2 separate regions of the Mus musculus genome follow, and region 1 is linked to region 2. Evidence: chromatin contacts called from public Hi-C data. All regions are on one chromosome and are shown on one strand. Each heading gives the region's core, a stretch centred on a gene start, on an enhancer-like site or on the middle of the called end of the contact. The rest is flanking DNA. Distances are from core to core; before and after follow the strand shown. Region 1 holds the start of Itpka (inositol 1,4,5-trisphosphate 3-kinase A). Region 2 overlaps Rtf1 (RTF1, Paf1/RNA polymerase II complex component).

Region 1 (3,387 bases), core at 499-2,998, 44 kb after region 2:
CTGTCAGGTCCCAGTCTACCCTCTGAGATTCCCTGCTACAAGCTGGCATAGCTCTGGGCTCAAACACTCAGACATGCACACCTCTGCCCCAGAAAACGTTTCCAGGAGTCCATGCTGTTTCTTCACTTCTCCAAGGAGGAAGCAAGTGTTCAGACTGTGGTTTCCTTTCTCTTTTGCTTTCATTCCTCCCACACACCTCCTCCTCCTCCTCCTTTTTTTTTTTTTTTTTTAATTCCAAAATCTATACAGAAGCTGAGTGGCAGCTGCAGGCACTGTGATGACCTGGGCTGTCAAAGCCTCCCCATTACTCTGGCATGCAGTTGGAGATCCCATGGCTACAAGCAGCCACCGCCCCTGGAAACACCCCCCCCCAACTTCTCCCTTTATCAGTCAGTCATCTAGAGATCTTCTCTCTTTGCGAAAGGTTCTCCTCCTCCCTCTTAACTTCTGGCTGAAGAGAGAAAAGGCAAGTCTCATACTTAACCCTGGGCTTGCCCCAGCAATCCCAGGGTTGTTGTTCTAGGTGTTCCATGACAGGACCCTCAATTCTTTTAGGGGAAGGCAGACAAGTCTGGCTTCTGCTCACAGTAGCCTTGAAGTTCAGCTGAGCACCTGCAAGCAGAGGCCAGAGACCCATTCAGAGATGACAAGAAGGATTTCCAGTGTCTGAACTTCTACATCGGTGTTCTCTTTTCAGTATGCAGCCATAACTCTAGGCCGTGTGAAGTTTTTCTTCTGTTTACAGATAGGGAGATGGATAGAAGGAGTGAGCCAAGATAGGGTGGCCCGAGACACTGGCTGTCTATTACAACACTAAAAAACACTCGCATTTTTGGAGCACCAAGACTTTTTCGTTCCTTTCATGCTGGGCATGGAATCCAGTTCTAGTCGCGTACTACGCAAGTGCTCTACCGCTGAGCTACGCACTCAACACCCATCTCTAAAATTTTACTCTCAGAGCAACCCTGCAGCTCCGCGACGAAGGAGATTCAGCAGTTCAGAGAGGCGAAAGGACTCCTTTTGAAACCACAAAGCTCCAAAGGGGCAGGAGGGGGAGGAGGAGAAGAAACAGCTAGTGGGGGGCTGGAGAGGGGCGGTGGAAATGCAGGCCACCACCGGCTGTGATACTTGGAGAGAGTCAGACTCCGCCTCTTGACCTTGTTCTCTGCCCGCTGGGAAGTGGAGAGCTTCGAGGGGTGGGGGTGGGGAGCAGTCTCAGCTCGACCCTGGCCACAGACTCTAGTTGGGCACACTCCTTGAGGTGTGGCTTCCTTGGGTGGCTGACGGCCTTGAACTCCGAATTAAGGGGCCCAGGCCAGAGAAAAGCCCCAGAGACTCAAAAGACTTTGACCAGGAAGGTTGGAACACGGAAAGGAGCCCGAGGAAGCGAGTGAAAGAATGGGCACAGCTTCTTCCTGTGCAGATTAAGACCTCTGGTTCCCATTGAAGGAATCCCTCAAAAGCCGCGGGAGGGCACTGGGCTCAGGTGCGGGGCAGGTCCCTTCTGCCACCTTGAGGGCAGGTCTAGAGATAAGGCGGGGGCCGGACCTGGGACTTCCACGTTACACTCGGGACACTGCAAGCCTCCTGCAGCAGCGAGGGCCCCCGGAGGCCCGCGCTTTCTCAGAAAGTGAAAGGAGTGGGCGGGGGGCGCGGCCGGGGCGGGGCGCGGCCGGGCGGGCGTTGCCGAGGCTCCGCCCCGGGGCAGTCCCAAGCCCGGGGCGCTGAGCGTCTACAGTCCCCGCCGCGCCGCGGGCTGGTGGGCTCGGCTGCGGCTCCGGTGCCGGGAGATGACCCTGCCCGGGCGCCCGACGGGCATGGCGCGGCCACGGGGCGCGGGGCCCTGCAGCCCCGGGCTGGAGAGGGCTCCGCGCCGGAGCGTCGGGGAGCTGCGCCTGCTCTTCGAAGCGCGCTGCGCCGCAGTCGCCGCTGCAGCAGCCGCAGGGGAGCCCCGGGCCCGCGGGGCCAAGCGGCGTGGGGGACAAGTGCCCAACGGGCTCCCGCGTGCTGCCCCTGCCCCGGTGATCCCTCAGCTCACTGTGACAAGCGAGGAGGATGTGACCCCGGCCAGCCCAGGGCCGCCAGACCAGGAGGGGAACTGGCTCCCAGCTGCGGGGTCGCACCTGCAGCAGCCACGCCGCCTCTCCACCTCGTCCCTCTCCTCCACCGGCTCCTCGTCGCTGCTCGAGGACTCGGAGGACGATCTGCTGAGCGACAGTGAGAGCAGGAGCCGCGGCAACGTGCAGCTGGAAACCAGCGAGGACGTGGGGCAGGTACGGGCCGCGGGGGCGGGGCCAGCGGGGGCTGCGCGCCGGGGACTCCGCTCTCTGCTCTGCTCTGACCGGCTTGCGTTCCCCGCCGAGAGCCCAAGCGGGGGACAGGGGGCATGGGGGCGGAGAGGGAGCCCAGGACGACCTCTCGCCTTGGTTCTTTTTCGGGGGCTAGGCAGGCGATGGTAACTGAGTGCCTGGGCGTCTAAAGGAGGTTGAGGAGTACGCGACCCACGGAGCGGGAGCCGGCGGGTCGGCTGGCGTACCTGGGTAACTGTCAGGTAGGGCTGGAGAGATCAGAGCGGGGTAGCCTTGCCCCGGGAGCCCTGAGAGAAAAAGGGGCGCGTGAGCTTTTCCCTCTCCTCCCCCTCTCGGTGCCGCGGCCCCACCCCCGCCGTTGCCACGGTTTCCCTCTCTTGAGTGGGAGTGGAGCGGAGCTCCTGGCTCTGCTCCGGAGCCGCTGCCGTCTGCTCCCCGCGCGCGCACGAGGCGTGGATGCGGGAAGGGAGGGGCGCAGGGCTAGAACCGAGCGGAACCAAGATCCACCTGCTGCGTCCCCCCTCCTCGCCCTGGCCTACTGCTCCTAAGTGTCCTGGGAAAGGTAAACTGAGGCTGACAAGAGCTTGCTAGTCTCTGTATGGCAATGTGAATGTTCCCGGGCCAATTTAACCGGCAGCTATCACCAGCCAGTGTGAGGTGAAGTCATTATTCGTGGTATGGCCCTCCTTGACTGGAGGTTGAACTCAGGGCCTCAAACACAGTAGGCAAGCACAACCACCACTGAGCTACATCCTAGCCCTCTTTTCTTGACACTAAATTGCCAAGTTACAGTGAAACACAGTCTATAGCCTATTCGGGCCTTGAACCTGCGATCCTCTTGTGTCAGTAATCTCCCTTGTTTTAACCATGGCCAGATAACTAAACTAACTGCCTGTGGACTGTGCAGCGTTGCTCTAGATGCATTTTACGCAAGCGTTCCTCGAGTGGAAAGAGAGAGAGAAAAAAACCGGGAACGCCCCGCTCTGCCCTGAAGGCCGCGTCCTGGCGACTTCGAGAGTAAGACGCGCGCCCAGGTTGCCTAGACACCTTGAGAAGAGCGCCGAGGTGTGGCCTGGGC
Region 2 (3,270 bases), core at 277-2,776:
TTTCTTTGCTGCATATTTATATAATCACTTGCCTGGTGTTGTGTGTGGCTTACATACCAGCAGGATGCCAGCATGTATAGCACCTGACTGACAACCCAATCCTCCTTTTCCTTTGGTGGTTTGTGGGTAGCCGTTACTAGGTGGACTCAGAGTTGAGATGTGGACCAGGCCTTTGCACTGACATAAGCTTGCATTTACTCTTCAGTTTCTCTGATCCTTGCAACCTTCAGGATAAAAAGTAAACAAAACACCAAAGTTCAGAAACCATGGCTTCTTAGATACCTCTCATGTGGCTGTTAGTATCTAGAATAAGAAATACAGAGCCCTCCTGTCAAACACCCAGTTCATATAAAAATCCCATAATGCTAAGGATCTTAGAGATCACCTGGACTCCTGTATTCCTCAGATAAGAAAATAGAGGCTTGCACCTTTCACAGGTAGCAACAGAGCTACCCCTTCACTACTGCCTCAGTCCCCGAACAAATCATGAAATTTAGCTCATTCCTTTACTTCGTCCTTCCTGGAGGAAAAATCAGAACATCAATTCTGACCTGTTTTTCCTCACTCCCCTTACTGTTTCACTCTGACAATGAAAGACTTCATTTGTCCTGTGTTGAGAGTCACAGGACAAGGGAATAAAGGTTTTGAAGGAACAGGTGAGCAGTCTCTAGCTTAAAGATGAATAAGATAATTCTGTATTGTTTCTCTTGCCTGTCTTCCCTTATACTTTAATAGAATCTGTATTGTGGGAGAGTAGGTATTGCACAATATTTGATATATGTGCTTAGACCAAAAACATAGGAATATCTGACTTATAGATTTTATTGTAAAATACTACAAATATGATCTACTCTCCAGAGGCCAAAAAAAAAAAATCTTGGGATGATTATTGGAACTCTTTGAGTCTCCCTGAAATTCTCAGATTTTAAGTATTTACCCATGGGTAGTAGGAATACAAACAGTTCCCTGTACTTAGGTGCTCAGAACTAAACAGAAGTCTTTGGACTCCACCGAGTGTTTGGTCATCAGGTGGACACCTTCAGCCGGAAATTTGTTTTTTAAAAAGTGTTTTCATTAATTTTTTTGTGGGCAGGCATAAGTCACAGCACACATGTTGGAGGCCAGCACAACTGTCAGAAGTTGGGTCTCTGCTCCCACTATGTAGTCATTAAGCTTGGCAGCAAGTTCCCTTACCCACTGAACATTTCACTGGCTTTAGGTACAGCATTCTAATTCCCCATAGGGTCACTGGTTGCATTAATTGGCTATTTTCCTTTGGAGGCCTGAGTCAGGCTCATGGGGGCTGGTGGGTGTGTGGTGCAGCTTTGTATCTTCTTTTGGAAATTGTTGGAAGAAAATCAACCAATACCCTTTTCACATTTAGGTTTAGCAAAAAGCTCTCTTTTAAATTGGCATTTAAGTTTTTTCTGTTTTTCTTCCATTTTAACCCTTGTCTTTTGTCCCTCCCCATAAAGCAGTGTCTTATGCAACAGTTGCTGGGCTCACACTTAGGCAGAGAAAAAGGAAGTGGAAGGACAAGAAGCCAGTGGCTTCACTAGTGTGACTCTAGGTAGTTTTTGCTCTGGTCCGTGCCCACCTCCCCAGGGAATCCAGAGTTTGGCTCTGTTGCACATTAGAAACCCACACCTGTCGGCAAAACCAGCCCTAGCCACTCTGGCTCACATGGGACCCTGATAGTGCAACCTTTTACTCTAAACCACCTCACATTTCTGTTGAGGAGTCCACAGTATTCAAACACTGTTTGGGAAAAGTGGATTGAGGCCATTTTCCTAACACAATAGATACAGAGTACTATGTGCATTTTTGTGCTATTTCTTGTAACAAGAATCAATGGAACAATATACATTACTGGTTCTAATATTGTCTGCATAAAAAATTGATGTAGTTTTAGCTCATTTAGCAAAAACTGAACATTGTGGACTGTTTTGAATTATTTTACACTGACTTGAAAATCATATTCCTTAAGGATTTAAAATTAGAAATGCCTAAAACTTCAGGTTTAAGAGAAAATTACAACTTCGTTCTAGATGATGATCTAGGTGTTGGAATGCAAATTTATGTATAACAGGCACTATTCACTCTCATAGTATTTCATAACATGCAGGTGTTTTCTTTTCATTCCTCATTAAATGGAAAAGTAAGTGGCAGTTAAAGGGACTGTGTCCCAGGTGTAAGTCAGCACTCGGGAGCAGTGACAGATTGAGTTCTACCTGGGCTCTGTAGGAAGACTTGGTCTTCAAAAACAGAGCAAGTCATCTTCAACAGTGTCTTTATCAAGATGAAGTAAGAGTGTGGGTCTTAGGGATAGCCTCTGTGGGAAACTAATAGGATGGCTACTTCTCCAGAATTACCAAAACAACAGAAACTACCCATCATAAATGTACTGCACTGGGTTTACCGTCATCCTATTAGAGTAGGAGCAAAGATGCTGTATTTTTGCTAAATAGTAGATATAGACATTTTAGGGTTTTTTGTTTGTTTGGTTGGGTGGCTTTTGGTTTTTCGAGACAGGGTTTCTCTGTATAGCCCTGGCTGTCCTGGAACTCACTTTGTAGACTAGGCTGGCCTTAAACTCAGAAATCCACCTGCCTCTGCCTCCCAAGTGCTGGCAGCCACCACTGCCCGGCTGAAATTTTAGTTTACAGATTTGAATCTTCTGTGCTGATGAAAGGGTCATCATAATTTAGTAGACATTCCTTGTAGAATGGAAATTAAAAAGTAGACTACAATTCATCATTTTGTTTTTCAGCTAAAGTCATTCTAAAACAGCAGGTTAAAATATCAGAAGACTTTTTGGATAGAATTGCAAGCATGTGCTACCTATTGTTTTAATGACCAGATTTCAGGTTCCTTAAGTTTAGAACTCCAGGACCTCATGTTTATGATTTAATGAAACACTGTTACAGCATAATCCAGTTTACTTTTAAAAAGTATGTATGGGTATTTTGCTTGCAACACTTGGACTGCAGTGGATTTCCTAAAATTAGACTCAACACATGGCTACCATGTAGATGCTGGAAGCTAAACCTCAATTCTCTGAAAGAGCAGCCAGAACTCTTAACTTTTGAGTCATCTCCAGTCTCCAGTCTTTATGATATTGCAGTCAGTAAAGCTCCTGCCGTGCTGGCATAAAAACAGGAGTCCAGGTCCCTAGCACCCACATAAAAGCCGGAGGTGCATGTCTATAACTCTACCGCTGGGGCCAATGAAGACAGACATCCCAGAGCTCCTTTCCACCAATCTCAGTGA

What was found. A called contact is a pair of places that touch in the nucleus more often than the background predicts.
Region 1: a contact with region 2 is called in a Hi-C map of the HPC-7 cell line, with 2.0 times the contacts expected there. The contact joins the promoter of Itpka here to the enhancer-like site in region 2. A contact is called at or near these places in 8 of 39 promoter capture datasets (HPC-7-derived erythroid cells, embryonic stem cells, epiblast stem cells and 3 more), 2 of 15 datasets of contacts at CTCF or cohesin (hippocampal excitatory neurons and large pre-B cells), 26 of 484 Hi-C or Micro-C datasets (B cells, the HPC-7 cell line, the MNK3 cell line and 16 more), 15 of 115 datasets of contacts at active chromatin or transcription factors (the 230-238 cell line, the HPC-7 cell line, the SCID.adh cell line and 4 more) and 4 of 9 other capture datasets (adipose tissue, embryonic stem cells, liver and 1 more).

What each region holds. Positions count from the first base shown.
Region 1 is chr2:119,740,589-119,743,975 of GRCm38.p6, forward strand. Itpka (inositol 1,4,5-trisphosphate 3-kinase A) reads left to right here and starts at 1,749. Exons shown (of 7, transcript NM_146125.2): 1 at 1,749-2,273. The coding sequence starts at 1,791. Gm25857 (a small nucleolar RNA gene) reads right to left here and starts at 368; the gene lies at 240-368.
Region 2 is chr2:119,697,110-119,700,379 of GRCm38.p6, forward strand. All of the region lies in intron 2 of Rtf1 (RTF1, Paf1/RNA polymerase II complex component), which reads left to right. Among named protein-coding and RNA genes, the nearest start is that of Rtf1, 24 kb to the left of the region's middle. Within about 2 kb of position 1,527, at least 35 of the 459 cell types and tissues checked have an H3K27ac peak or open chromatin away from gene starts, as enhancers often do. A contact at or near this core is called in the 230-238 cell line, B cells, the HPC-7 cell line and 4 more, where this site is marked.